Regions from separate parts of the Mus musculus genome. Here region 2 is linked to region 1. A link is a contact called in public HiChIP or PLAC-seq data. All regions are on one chromosome and are shown on one strand. The core of a region is the stretch at or near the end of the contact, and the rest is flanking DNA. Distances in the headings are between cores, read along the strand shown. Region 1 has its middle 39 kb from the start of Rpap3. Region 2 holds the start of Hdac7 (histone deacetylase 7).

What was found. HiChIP or PLAC-seq counts read pairs in DNA pulled down with a chosen protein or histone mark.
Region 2: a BATF HiChIP or PLAC-seq map of CD8 T cells shows a contact between it and region 1, with 11 read pairs. The contact joins the promoter of Hdac7 here to the enhancer-like site in region 1. A contact is called at or near these places in 2 of 39 promoter capture datasets (embryonic stem cells and pre-B cells), 5 of 15 datasets of contacts at CTCF or cohesin (CD8 T cells, the G1E-ER4 cell line, the NIH/3T3 cell line and 2 more), 37 of 484 Hi-C or Micro-C datasets (B cells, the Ba/F3 cell line, CD4 T cells and 19 more), 14 of 115 datasets of contacts at active chromatin or transcription factors (the 230-238 cell line, CD8 T cells, the SCID.adh cell line and 8 more) and 2 of 9 other capture datasets (adipose tissue and liver).

The regions. Positions count from the first base shown.
Region 1 is chr15:97,663,576-97,670,858 of GRCm38.p6, reverse strand. No RefSeq gene overlaps it. Among named protein-coding and RNA genes, the nearest start is that of Rpap3, 39 kb to the left of the region's middle. Within about 2 kb of position 3,263, at least 56 of the 459 cell types and tissues checked have an H3K27ac peak or open chromatin away from gene starts, as enhancers often do. A contact at or near this core is called in the Ba/F3 cell line, CD8 T cells, the N1E-115 cell line and 8 more, where this site is marked.
Region 2 is chr15:97,828,810-97,836,092 of GRCm38.p6, reverse strand. It overlaps Hdac7 (histone deacetylase 7), which reads left to right and starts at 4,598. Exons shown (of 25, transcript NM_001378971.1): 1 at 4,598-4,734. The coding sequence starts at 4,716. It overlaps Gm33636 (a long non-coding RNA gene), which reads right to left and starts at 5,407. Exons shown (of 4, transcript XR_001781759.2): 1 at 4,788-5,407.

The sequences.
Region 1 (7,283 bases), core at 2,014-4,513:
TGGTTCATTTCAACTTCCAACATGAAATCTAGAGTCATCTGGGAGATGGGCCAGCCTCTGAGCATGCCCCAGGGAGATTATCTTGGTTGCATTATTTGAGCCAGGAAGCTCCACCCACTGTCGGTTGCACCATTCCCAGCCTGGGCTCCTGGACTGCGGACATGGAGAAAGACCCATTGTCTTCTTTCTCAGATGTTTCTTCTGTCAAAGTCTTTTTTTATTAGGAAAGTAACTAGGATCCTGGGGAACTGTCGTGGGCTAGGCTGGATTGAAGACTGTCCAGAGGCCCTGATGATAGGACGTGGGCATCCTGCCATCAGCCAATCCAGGGTTGTGCCATGCAAGGCACACTATGGATGGATGCTAGGGCCTGGGGCGGGCAAGGACAGTAATCCAGGAACTGGCACTTGGCATTTTCCTCACGTGTGTGTATGTGACTGAATGTTGCAGACACTGAGGTGTGAAATGCTTTGTTTGCCATCCCATAATGTACCTTGCCAAAGTGGAATTTGGGATATTTTGAGCACCCTATAATTCTACCATCTGACATTCTTCACCCTCTGTTTGAGGAATAAAAGAACTGTACCGTTAATAAACTTGCTGGCCTGGGTCTTCAGCCCCTCAGCCCTCCTGACCCCAGCTTTTGACTCTTTCCCTTTGTTATCTCTTTATTTTCCATCCTGCCCCTCCCCCTCGGGACTTGCTCAGAGCCACAGTGTGGCTGGTCCAGGTTCCTGGGCATGGAGAAGTTCTCACACATTTTGGTGAGCGAGGCCGCATTCAGGTTGTAGGGTGTGCTGGCTGCTTTTATGTCAGCTCGACACAGCCCAGAGTCATCAGAGAGGAGGGAGCCTCAGCTGAGAAAATGGCTCCATGGGATCCAGCTGTAGGGCATTTTCTCAATTGGTGATCAATGGGAGAGGGCCCAGTCCACTGTAGCTGGGGAAACCCCTGGGCTGAGGGGTCCTGGGTTCTATCAGAAAGCAGGCTGAGCAAGCCATGAGGAGCAAGCCAGTAAGCAGCACCCTCCATGGCCTCTGCATCAGTCCCTGCCTCCAGGTTCCTGCCCTGTGTGAGCTTGTGTCCTGGCTTCCCTTGATGATGGCCAACTATGAGAACGTGTGAGCGGAATAAACTCTTTCCTCCCCTGCTCCCTTTAGAAGCCCTAACTAAGACAAGCTAATACCAGCATAGTGGGGTTTTGCTGCGGCAGACCTGCTTTTGGAAGGACTGTAGAAGTCTCCTTTGGGAGGGGGTTTTATGATCCTGTTCTGGATTTTAGGGTCCGTCTCTGGAGCTGATGGTCTTATCACCTAATTTCTGGGACTTACAGTTTGTTCCTGGAGCTGGTGCCTTACGGCCTTTTTTTTTTTTTTTCAAAATCAGGCCTGGTCTTTAAATGTAGAGGCTTTAAGTGCATGGATTGAATGCTTATATCCACCTCAGATCTGTACATTAAAACCCCAGAGCCTCAGTGTGTAGCATTTGGAGATGGAGCCTCTGGGAGATGGATGATCTGTCACAAGGCTAGATTGATGAGACTAGTGCTCTTAGGACAGGAGAAGAGGAGAGGAGAGGAGAGGAGAGGGGAGGGGAGGGGAGGGGAGGGGAGGGGAGAGGAGGAGAGGGGAGAAGAGGGGAGGGGAGAGGAGGGGAGAGGAGAGGAGAGGAGAGAGGAGAGGAGAGGAGAGGAGAGGAGAGGAGAGGGGAGGAGGGGAGAGGAGGGAAGAGGAGAGGAGAGGAGAGGAGAGGAGGGGAGAGGGGAGGAGGGGAGGGGAGGGGAGAGGAGAGGAGAGGGGAGAGGAGGGGAGGGGAGAGGAGAGAGGAGAGTGGAGGGGAGGAGGGGAGAGGAGAGGAGAGGAGAGGAGGGGAGAGGAGAGGAGGGGAGAGGAGAGGAGGGGAGAGGAGGGGAGAGGGGAGGGGAGGGGAGGGGAGGGGAGGGGAGGGCAGGGGGAGGGGAGGGGAGGGGAGGAGAGGAGAGGAGAGGAGAGGGCTTCCTCTTCCTCTCTTGAGCTTACCCTCTCCCTCTACACTGCGGGAATGCAGCAAGATGGTTGCCTGCAGTCAGAGGGACCTGCATCAGGCATGGGGTCACAGCATCTGGGACCAGAGGAGAGGGACCCTGTAGTCTCCCCTCCCCCAGCCTGAAACCTGCTTGCTCGGGGGTGGAGCTTCCTGCTCAATCTTTCTGCCACGCCCACCGCTGGAACCTGCCGCTTTGCTACTGGACCCCGAGATTATTTGGCGGGAATTGGGCCCCCTTCCCCTGCTTCATAACTGCGTGCAGAACAGTAAAATTGAGCTTTGATCAGAATGCCTGTCTAAGCTGCATTTCTTTCTCTCGCCGCCTAGCCCCTCTTCTCTTCCAGGTTTCCAAAATGCCTTTCCAGGCTAGAACCCAGGTTGTGATCTACTGGCCAGACACAACAGGACCCTCACCAGGCACCAGATTGGAGCATTAGTGACCAATAGGACCTTCACCAGGCACGGGGTCACAGCATCTATGACCAGAGGGACCTTCACCAATCACGGGGCCCATGGTAGTATCAGTGACCAGATGGACCTTCCCCAAGCACCGCGTCTACAGTATCACGATCTTTTCTTTTCAGCCCCCAGAACAGAATGCTTGCTTCTAAGCCGCTTAATTGTTTATTATTTTTAAAGCAAACCTGAGCAAAGGCGAGTGGGGACTAGGAAGAATCTGCTCTCTGTGTGGTTATGAGGTTATGCAGAAAGTGGCTTCCACAGGGCAGTGCTTAGTTAGATATTCACGAAACAAGAGAACAATGAAGGAATCCAAATGCCGTGGAATGGGGTCTCCAGACGGAGAGCCTTTGAACGTGCACAAAGCCCTTGCCTGAACATTAAAGACCTTTTCTCATTGTTAAGGAGTATTAGTTCAATTCTCTTGTATAAGATCATGTTCAGAGAGCCACTCCTCTCAAACGTGTTTTGAACACTGAGTGAGAAAGAACACGATTTGCATTTCTGTTTCTCGGTAGAGCTCTCTTTTGTGGGTCACACCACTTCAAATGGACTTAATCATAACGTGTTATTGCTCCAACCGTGTGTTAGTCACTGGACCCGGAGCTTTGCATATAATGTTTAAACTCAGAAAATAAGAGGAGAACAGGTTGTCCTGGGGGTCATGCAGAGGCTACCACGATTTAGACGTCTATGTTCTTTCTTCTGTTTCACTCGGTGACAAAAGCTGACCTTGAGAACACAAAGACACAACAGCTAGAGTTTCCCAGGCTGGCTGTTGGCGTTCTGTTGGCATTACTGCCACCTGCTGGCCATTCAGAAAATAGCAGCACATTTTGTCCACATTTGTTAGCAACCATGAAAGTGAATTTAATTTCTTAGTAAGATGGACTGCTGAATTTGTAAGTCTTTAGTGTGTTGCATTAGTCAGAATGAATACACACACACACACACATGTGCGCGTGTGTGCGTGTGCATGTGCACGCACATGCATGTATATACATATATGTATATTGGAGTCCTGGAGGATCTGAAGAGCTGCTGGCTTTCAGTCTGTGTTGAGAACCTAAAGAAGTTGGATTGAATGCCAGCAGCAACAAGATAGATGAGCTTGCCCAGGAGAGCAAAGTTTCCTTCTTCTGTGTCCTTTATGCAGGCTGCCACCAGAATTGTAGCTCAGATTCAGGGTGGGCCTTTCTGCTTCAAATAATCTGATTAAGAAAATTCCTCATGGGCTGGAGAGATGGCTCAGCAGTTAAGAGCGCTGACTGCTCTTCCTAAGATCCTGAGTTCAAGTCCCAGCAACCACATGGTGGCTCACAACCATCTGTAATGAGATCTGACTCCCTCTTCTGGAGTGTCTGAAGGCAGCTACAGTGTACTTACATATAAATAAATAAATAAATAAATAAATAAATAAATAAATAAATATTAAAAAAAAAAAAAGAAGAAAATTCCTCACAAGAATGCCGGTAGCCTGGGTTTTGGCTGATTCTAGGTACAGTCAAGTTGACAAACAAGATTAGTATCAGATATAAATAGTAAAAATTAGGATATGACTTTTGAATGTGTTATTCAGAAAAAGGACAAAGTGAGTCCCGGGTAGGGTGGGGTGGGGGTGGACATTGGGGGCTGTGACAGAAACAGCTCGTTCTCTCATTTACACAAGAGGCATCTCACAGAGGCTGCATCCGTGTACATCCATCACGATGGTGGTACAGCTAACATCCGTGCCAGCCATGATGGCGGTACAGCTAAAAAGCCAGCACACAGAGAGGGCTGTGGGACTCACCCTGCCCTTGGGCCATAGGCAGGTCAGACAGAGAAGCTGAGTTCCTGGTGCCTTGCCCAGACAGGCGCACAGCTCGAGGCTCACGACCAGTGTCCAGTCGTGGCTAGGCTGGCACGCTGTCTGCCCACCCCAAAGTAGATGTGTATCAGGTCTTTCCAGAGACTTGGAGGGTGTTTTGAAGAAGCAAACCCCCAATATATTTCAGTACATACCTCCACCCCAACCCCCGGTTTAAAATAAACATCATAGTGGACTTTGAAAAGGAAGAAATATCCTGAAAATACAGGTGGGAAGGAGCCGGTGAAAAGGCTCCTTTTTAACGGCGCTGAAGGTGGTGCGGTTGGACAGTGGCTAAATGTCTCTGGTGACTGTCGGGCTGTTAATATGCTGGAGGGCAGTGATGGCACAAGCCTTTAATCCCAGCACTTGGGAGGCTGAGGCCGAGGAAATTCCACGTCCTTAACAATGGGAGAATCTTGAAAAGACAAAGCCCTGAAAGAGAAAGAAGGCAGGAAGTGGGTCTGACGTGCGCCAACCGAGTTTCGGGTTTTGTTTTGTTTCTTTTTTCTTTTTCGAGGCAGTGCGTACGGGAAATTTTATTTTGCCCTTACGTACACACTCTATCACGTTTCAACCTCAAAACCCCGGATAATAACCCTAACACCTCAGTCCCAAGGCTCAAAGCGGACATGGCCAAGTCAGCTCCACCTGTACAATACATGCGTGGAACCCATGTATTCCACATCGTCTCTCAGAGCGTGATTTGTCACTGCACGTCGAGGCACCAGGAGAAAGCTATCACGAATTAACTTTTCAGCACACTAACTGTTAATCAGAGAATTTGTTACAGGTCAATGAAACTAATTGACAACGACCCAAACTCAGGACTAAGGTTTTCATACTATAGTGATAGACACTGGGATTTAATTACACTCTCCTTTACATGTGCTATTATGAAACCAAAGAGTCTTAATTTCGTTAATTAAATTACACTTCATAGATCTGGTGATGATTTGAGTAAATCCAGAACTGCGCCCTTTAAACAGCTGCACTGTTAGCTTCTGGCCAGGAGGTGGCGCTGTGCTTTTCATTTAAGCCCATCGTGACGTTTCAAGCTGGTTGGTTTACCCCATAAACTCTTAAGTACATAGGTGGTACATTGTGAACTTCATCACACGACTGTCCATTGACATTACCCTACATTAAAACGTTAGAAAAAGTGAGTTATAGTAATGGGGTCATATACATTCATAAAAGGGATCTAATGAACACAACATGGTACTCGATGGTTGGGCACCAAAATAGAAACTTAAAAAGACACCACTGCTTAAAACCACAACGCTCACAAAACCAAAACTGCGTCGAAAGAATTATGTTTTGACTGGATCCAGAGTTCTTGACTGACAGCCTTCCTTTTCAATGCTGGGGGGAAAAATGTCAGCGCCACCCTTTGCACCGCGGTGGCTAATGAGAAAAAGCTCTTGCTGGTCCCCTATGGGTGATCCTAGGAGCTTTCTTGCAATGCACACAATTGGTGTTTCTAGTTTGCTGGCGGCCTTTGTAGCTGTTTGGTATGTGAGAAAAACACTAAGCTCGGGGAATTCACACTGTATTCCTCATATCCCAAGGTCCCCGGACAGTCTGTCTGCTTTTGTTTGTTTGGTTTGTTTTTTTGGTTTTTTGTTGTTGTTGTTGTTTGTTTTGTTTTTTTGAGACAGGGTTTCTCTGAATAGGCCTGGCTGTGTAGACCAGGCTGGCCTTGAACTCAGAAATCTGCCTGCCTCTGCCTCCCAAGTGCTGGGATTAAAGGCGTGTGCCACCACTGCCCAGCTACAGTCTTTCTTCTTTTCTCTACTTTACTAGCAGCTTTTTTCCTCCCACTCATCCTTGTCCCCCTCTTCTTCCTCTTCTTCCTCCTGCTCCTCCTCCTTCTTTTGAGACAGGGTCTCATTATGTAGCCGAGGCTATTCTGGAACTCCTTCTGTAGACCAGGTTGGCCTCCAACTAAGTGATCTGCCTGCCTCTGCCTCCCGAGTACTGGAACTAAAGGTGTAAGCCATTGCACCAGGCGTTTAGAATTGTCTTTTAGAATGATCTGTACACGACGTCCTTTCAGTTGTAATTAGCAGTGGAAATATGCAAAACTGCACTGGCTTTTAATCATTTTAAAAATATCTTCTGTACTTAATTCTTAATCTCACCCGGAAATTTCTGGTGTGAGATTAAGACCTCCTTGCCCAACATCCCTGTGCCCACAAGGGGGCAGCAAGGGGCAGAAGCTTCTGGGTGAGATTTAGTGCATGGTAATCTATCTTTAACAGATTATTGTTTGGGTCCCTTCTACACGATTCTGTGGAGTCTCGAAGGCTGGCTCTGGGAAATGTTACAGTTTGAATGTGAAACATCTCCTGCAAGCTCGTGTTTCGGGACATTTGGTCTCCATCTGGTGGCGCTGTTTCGGGAGGCTGTGTAATCTGGACGCTGCACCTAGCTGACAGGCGAAAGGTCTTGAGGGTTATCAGCCAGCTGTTCCTGGCTGACGCCATGGAGCACGCATCTGCCCGAGGCTCCCGCTGCCAGGCTGTGAACGCTGCCACAGTGGGCAGTGTCCTCGCGAGAGAAATCCTTCCTTCTCTAAATTGCTTCTGCCGGGTAGCATCACAGCAACTAGGAAGGCGAAAATACAGAAAGACGGAGCCCTTGAGAGCTGCCTTGCTCCTTCTGTACCACAAGGGGGCAGTAAGAAGGCACCATGTGAGGAAACAGGCTCTCACCAGACACTGAATCTTCCAGGACTTCCCCACCTGTGGTTTTCAGCCTGAATGGGTAGAGATCTAGAGATAGTCATCCCCGTCCTTGGTGCAATAGCCCCCAGGCCACCCCTCTCCCAAGTCCTCATAGTTCCCTCTCTGAAGCTCACTTAGTTCCCAGCCCTTTGCTGTACCAACGAGGTAAAGTCTACAGTCAACATCTCCCTAGTCTGCTATTTGTTCTCTTTGCTTCTAGT
Region 2 (7,283 bases), core at 3,349-5,848, 160 kb before region 1:
AGGGTTCCTGAGCAGCACGGGGTGCACAGGCTTTTATTTATTTATTTATTTATTTATTTATTTATTTATTTATTTGTGTGTGTGTGTGTGTGTGTGTGTGTGTGTGTGTGTGTGTGTGTGTGTGTGTTTGTATAGAGAACTATAGAACTCCCTGAACCTGGAGTTACAGGCAGTTATGAGCCACCTGAGTGGATTCTGGGAGCTGAACTCAAGCTCTCTGCAGGGACCCCGAGCACTCTTAACTACTGAACCATCTCTTTGGTCTCTTTTTTTATTTTATTTTATTTTGTATGTATGCGCAAGTGCATGCATATGTGCGTTGTGGTGTGTGTGTGTGGTGTGTGTGTGTGTGTGTGTGTGTGTGTCTGTGCACATTAGCACGCGCATGCATGTGCAAGCACGCGCGCTCACACACACACACACACACACAAATACACACGCATACATGTCTGGTATTTGGATGTGTGTAGGTGCATATGTGTACAGGTTTATACATCGGCAGGTGCATGGAGAGGCCTGAAGGTAGCACGGTGTCTTCCTTAATGGATCTGCTCTTCGCTTCTGTTTATTGAGGCAGGGTCTTTTGTTGAACCTGGAGCTAGCTAGCCAGCTCGATGACCACCTTCCTCCGAGAGAGTCCCGACTCTGCCTCCAGAATGCTAGGATTACAGGCAGCTGCCACACCTGTCAGCTTTTCTATGGGTTGTGGGGATTCGAACTCTCCTCCTCACGCCTGCACATCAAGCTGTCCACTGAACCTGGTTCCATCTCTTAGGCCTGCTTCTTCTACTTGTTATTTCTAGTCCCAGGAAACCCTTTATTTGAAGTTGAAGACTTAACCTACCCTGTTAATCTGAAAGTCAAAAAGCAGTTAGGACTTGATCCTGGATTCAACCTAATTCCATGCAATGCTGCTGCCTGCGGACTGGGTGGGTGGGTGTGGGGCTGGGGAGTGAGCACACCCTGGCTGGCTTTGTGAGGCATGTGGGAGAGTAAGTGCAGGTTGGGGTAGCTGCAGTCAGCACCTGTAGAAGGCTCGCACAGGTTTGGTTGCTAGTGCCTTGACACTCAGGTTACTTCTCTGCAACTTTGAGTCTCGGTCTTAAGTGGGCTCCCAACAGCATTTGTTGAATGAGCAGATGGCTTCTAAGTTGTTGAGCAACTTTGGTCGGGTTTCTTCACCTTTATGGGCCATACTCGATTTATGAGCATAACAAGGATAATTAAGACTAAGAGATGGCAGGTGTGTGTGTGTGTGTGTGTGTGTGTGTGTGTGTGTAGCAGCTGGAGAGATGGCTCAGTGGCTAAGAACACTTGTTGCTCTTGCAGAGAACCGGGGTTCAGTAACTAATATCCACATAAAAGCTCACAACCATGGGTAGATTAACTACAGTTCCAGTGGATCTGACAAACCTTCCTGGTTCCAGGCGGGCAGACAACCTCTACTGTCCTCTTTGACCACCATATATGCATACGTGCTTGCAGACCAAATACTCGTATGCATAATATAAAACTAAACAAATCTTCAAAACATAGAAGAAGAATTAATGACCTGATACTTGCCCAAAGGCCAGAGTGGGACTCTTTGTAAACACTTGGTAAAAGGTAGCCCACCAAGGCAAGAAGAGAAGAAAGGGGAAAGAAAAGGATGTGGAGGCCTTAAGTGGACAGAAAACAGAAAGGGGTATGCAGGCTTTTTGTTGTCCAGTGACCCCCAGGGAGAGCTTTGAACAACTCATGGCAGATCCTACAGGACCAGTCCCTCCACGAATACACCCCCCCCCCCCCCTGACAGAGTTTCTCTATGTAGCCCTGGCTGTCCTGGAACTAGCTCTGTAGACCAGGCTAATAATGAACTCATGGAGTCCCACCTGCCTCTGCCTCTACCTCTGCCTGTCTGCCTGTCTGCCTGTCTGCCTGTCTGCCTGTCTGCCTGTCTGCCTGTCTCTTATACCTGGTATTCAGCTGAGCAGGCTGTGAGAAGTCTGGATGCAAGGGCTCTTGAGAAATTGCCCGTGGTAGCCATCATAGCAAGGAGGTAGCTTGGATTTTTCTGTCGTATATCTATCTCTAGAGGTCCCAGGAGGCTAACATGTGCCACCAGGGAACATGGAACTTAGCATTGGCTTGGGAATCCATTGTGAGGCAGGGGATATTGGAGTCATAGGTAACTCTGGCAGCATCCCAGAAACATCTGGCTCAGCACCCCAGAAACATACCGCAAGTGCTGGTCTCCTCTCTGCCTACATTTTGCAGGCAGTGAGTCCTGATGTGAACCGAAAGCCACAGGTGACCATTGTGAGCATAGACGGGTGGTGAGCATAGATGGGTGGCCACACATCTTTATCCCAATCACTCAGAAGTCAGTGGTTAGACTGAAGAGAAGAGGTAGCTTCAGGAGCAGATGCACGGATGCTGCGCCAGTAGAAATTAACGAACAAGAAATTCAGCACAGAAACAGCTTTAGGAAAGGAAGATGTGGGGGCAATGTACGGTTACAGGAGGAGAGAGATAACAAGAGAGATTGGGGGTCCTCTGTACACAGGTTTCTTTTTTCCCCTGAAGTCTGTAACCCTCACGGAAGTCGTTGGAAGTAGAGTGCTCTGGTTTGGAAAGACAGCTCAGTGGATGAGGAAGTGTCTAGCAGAGCCAGAATGGACAACTTCCGACAGAGGGTCTATTAGAGATGTCTAGCTGGAGGGAGATCTTGGAAGGTCATGAATATTCATGAGTCAATGAAGAACTCGGAAGCCACGCTGAGGCAGTGCTTCCAAGCTAGGTACCTTGAACACTTGTGATAAAGAAGAGATTCAGACTCATAGACTAGACAGCTGAGGGTCAGTGCGGCTGGGAGAAAATCAGTGCTGGGGTGGAGTCCTTCAAGGGAAAGAAAATCCTTCCGGCTGAGGCTACAGAAATCGTGAAACATTTCAGAGGAGATGAAGGGATTTCAACAACAGAAGGGAGAAAGGTAGAGCGGCATTTACTCTGTAGGGAGTGTCTTAGGCCAAGGCAAGGAAGTGGGTAAGTATGGGGACATGAACAGCTAGCTGACAGGGCTGGCTGTGGTAGTAATAACGGTAACTACCTCTGAGCAAAGTACCAGGAGACACTGGGCAGGGATGTGTGTGGTGCCACATTGCAAGAGGCCATGGATGCTAGGGCAAGGTTGTAGTACCCATTAACAGGTACAGAGGAGTTACACTTAGCAGCTGAACAAGGGCACATGAGTCTAGACCTGTGTGTGACCTAGCAACATGGCCAACGTCCCTCTAGGCCACTCAAGACTCTGGCTTCCAAGATATCACATCTCTAGGTCTGCCTCATTTTCCCCTTCTAAAGGTTCTTGGAGTTCCGAGGACTCAGAGAGTAGATTGGGACCAGAAGGAAGCTGCCTTTCAGTGGCGGGCACCTCAAGGGCAGGGGAGCATAGTGTTCCTGGTGAATGACCGCTCTCCCTTCCCAGTTTTCTGACCTGCCAAATTGCTGGAGGCAACAGGACTGACAGGCCAAGCCAGGAAACTCAGTGGGAAGGTCCTCGGCCCCTGACCCTTGAATCTGACCTCCTCCCGTCTAAGATGGGGGAGAGGCAGGGAGGGCTTCAGTGCAAAGCCAGTCCTCAGCTGAGTTTATTAGCTGAGGGAGGGCTGGAGGCGGCTGCATTCCGACTCACAGACTGGAACATTTCTGTGATCCGCTGTAATGCACTGGGGGACACTGGGCACATTGCTGAAGTTTGACTCATAGGGTCCAGGAGTGGGGGGGCAAAGGAGGGTCATTGTGGAGGGAGAGGAATGGAAGAGGAAGAGGAGAGGATGGAAGGAAATCCCTTGAGAAAAATTTTTTTTAAGTTTCGAAAACTGCACCACCCCCCATCCCCTTTTTTTTTTCTTTTAATAGGAACAGACTGGACCCTTCTGCTCCCCTCAGCAGACAGTGGGGGCGGGGGGTGCCACTGGGGTTGGACTGGCAGTGGTTCAAATCAGATCCTGAAGTGTTCCTGAGGAGAGTCGTGTGTGTGTGTGTGTGTGTGTGTGTGTGTGTGTGTGTGGTGTGTGTGTGTTAGGATGGGGCAGGGGTGTCCGTCTGGGATTCCTTGCTCGAGACTCCAAGCGTGCCCTGCTCTCCCTGTGTGTAGCGCTGCCCTCGTTGACTTAAGTGTGTAGATGTGTGCACAGGAGTCCTTCCCCGAAGCGTAAAGCACCCTGGCTTGTGTAAACATGGATGCACGCCCGTGTACGCTGTGTATGCACGGGTGCGTGCACTCAGGTATCTGGGTTTCCGGGAATTGTGCGCGGGGCGCAGCGCCGCGCGGCGGCTGGGGCTTCCGCGGCCGCGCGCGGGTCCGGCCGCGTCCCGCGTTCCGGGTTCGGCGCTGCCTCCCGGGCGGTGAGCCGCGCCCCGCCGCGATCGGTGTCTGCCGCCAGGCTGTGTGCTGCTGAGCGAAGCCCGGGTGGTGTGTCCCAGGGCCGCCAGCGCCGGCCCCCTCCCTCCCCTCCCCCTTGGCCCGCTCTCAGACTCAGATAAAGCATTTCCTTCCATTGTCATCCTACCCGGCCGGCCAGGCTGCCAGGGCCCTCCCCCTCCCGGCCCCCTCCCTTCCTCTCGCCGTCTCACAGTCGCTCTGCAGCCTCCGGCGACCGGGGGGATGTGAGGCCGGCGCCCCGGCCCCCCGCCCGCCATGAGCCCCCGGCTCTGAGGGCCCCGGCCCCTGGATGCACAGCCCCGGCGCGGGTGAGTACCGGGCGGCCACCCCCTCCCCGTCCGCCCCGCCCTGCGCGCGGCACCCTGCGCTGCTCGCCCCGGCTCCCGCTCCGGCTGCGGCTGGGTCTCCGGCCGGTCCGGCTGGCCGGGTCCTCCGCGCGCCCTGGACCGCGCCCGCTCGCCCGGGCTCTGGCCCGCTCGCTGCCCCGGCTGGTTCCGGGGCCGAAGGGCTCCGGCCTCCTGCGGGGCGCCCACATCCGCCCGCTCCCGGGCAGCGACAGGCCCCGGGGAGGCAGTGGGAGGCCCGGGGCCGCCTGTGCAAGGGCCGGGCGTCCCGTCACCCTCCTCCCCGGGATCCGGGAGGCACGGCCGGCCGCCGAGGCCCGGGAGGGGGCGGTGCTCCGGGACCAAAGGTTTGGAAGCGGGAGGGCAAAGGCTAGGACCCACTGAACTGGCGCAGAACTTGCAGGGCTGGACATCAGCGCCCCTGTCTTGTAGAACTGGGCAGGGCCCTACTCAGATCCTGTAGCTGAGGGAAACGTCCCCTGGAGGGGTACTGGGCTGGGAGATTTCTCTGAGCATCACCCCTTATCCTTGATCACCCATCATAGAGAGACAGACACTGTGTTCAGCCTAGCAGTGAGGACAGTTAAAGGCGTGGGGAAGTGGGGGCCGCAGGCTGAGTACTGAGAGAGGTAGGGAGGTGGGGAGCTGGATCTAGCCCCCCCACCCCCACCCACCCCCAGTCTGATAGTACTGAGAAGTATGAGAACCCGGGCAAATCTGGCAACTGAACTGTCTTTTCGCCACTGCGATTTCTCCGCCAATTGAGTTGGAAGAAAAACCTAAGTCCTGCATGCAGGTCGCTTAATGAGTCCCACTTATTTCTCACTGGCTGCCGGTTTGGGGCCGACTTAGGGCTGACCATTGGTTCCCTGAACTATCCTTGCTGGCTGTCCAGCACTCCCCCAAAGCATCCTGCATCATCTGGCGGGGTTGGCTTGCTGCTAAGTATCCCTTCCCACATCCCAACGCAGCATCTGCTTGAGGCCCAGTTCTGCCTGCCAAAGTTTCAGGGTGATAATAGGACATTGGCCCTCGGTGGCCCTGGAGGGAGTGCAACATCTGGAATCAGGAGCTAGTCCTCCAGACTTTTACCTAGATTTGCTCAAATTCCATTGCAGACTGTCACTTTGGTTGGTTTCTATCCTCTAACTTGTACTTAGGTGACCCATTTCTTCCCAAGAGGACCCCCATGGGCTGCGGTCGTGCCTCCCCTCTGTGCCAACCTTCCGAGCCTCTTCTCCATCCGCCGCAAATCATCCTTCACTCTTAACCTCCTTGCTCTCTGCAGCCTCACGTCTCCCCTCAGTAACTAAGTACTTTTCTTCTTTACAGTGATTCCTGGGGGGGAAATGAGGCACAAAGCAGTTCCAGTGTATGGTACCCAGATAACTGAGATTGGACCAAGTCCTGAACCCAATGGGGCTGAGGCTTGTGTCTCTGTCTTTAGTTTTATGATGTCCTTTCCAAGCTAGACCCTCAGAGCTGTGCGTTGGAAAAGCTAGGTACAGGGTGCATCTGAGCCCCCTGCTGCTCAGTTTGGCCCCTTAGCTGGGGCATTTTTCTGTGTCTCAAGGGCATATGCTGAGCTTTGAGGCAAAGAAGGTTTCTCTTCTAAGCAGGTCACCTTACTTAAGCAGGCTTTTCTCAAAATTAACATGATAAGGTGGGTGGGTGGGGAGGATTCTCAGTTCACTTTCCAAAGCTCAGAGCTAGAGGGACCAACCGCACATAGCCAGTCAGTAATCCACGGGGAGTAAGGGAACAGGCAGAGCCTCCTGTGTCCTTGTCTCAGGGATAATGGTTCTCACCTATCTAGTTCCTAGTGGCTCAGTTGTGATGGGATTGGAAATGAGGACCTTTTTATAGCTGTAGGCACACTTCTTTCTTGGCCTTCTTTGCTCTTTGCCTTTCTTTAAGAACTGGTCGTTTCAACGTTGACAGGAGCCCCCAGAGAAAGGTGAGCTAATAATGTAAGGCCCAGAGTCACCTAGCCAAGGAATGGCACCAACCAGACCGGCCTCTGCCAGCATCTATTCTGAGCTCTTCCTTGGTTAGATGTGGTCTGGAGGCTGCAGGAGAGTATGGGGTATTGCAGGGCTTGAAGGCAGGTCCCCTTGGAGGCGCCAGCTCCAGGACTTTGAGTTTGTATATGTTGGATTTGTTCACTAGATGGGGCACTTCCTCTGGGGCAGGAAGCCTTGATTTCCTGTGTTGGGGGGTGGGTAGGGACCAGGAGTGAGGGGCCCAGTGCACCATCCCTGATGTTGTTTGGAACCACAGAAGGGCAGAGCTTTCGCTTGAAGCAGCTTCCCTAATCCAGGGGAGACAGGAAGGAGAGCTCTGGCGGGGAGGCCCAGGTTGAGGCTAGGGAAGGCTCTAAGTGCCATGAGCTGGGGGGTGGGTAGCGCAGCAGGAAGCCTGGTGAGCAGGTGACTCTGCCGGGTATTGTATTCCTTATAATATTTTCCCTGTTTCTGTGGTAACATTCCATGGGGGCCTCAGGCCTTAGGGCT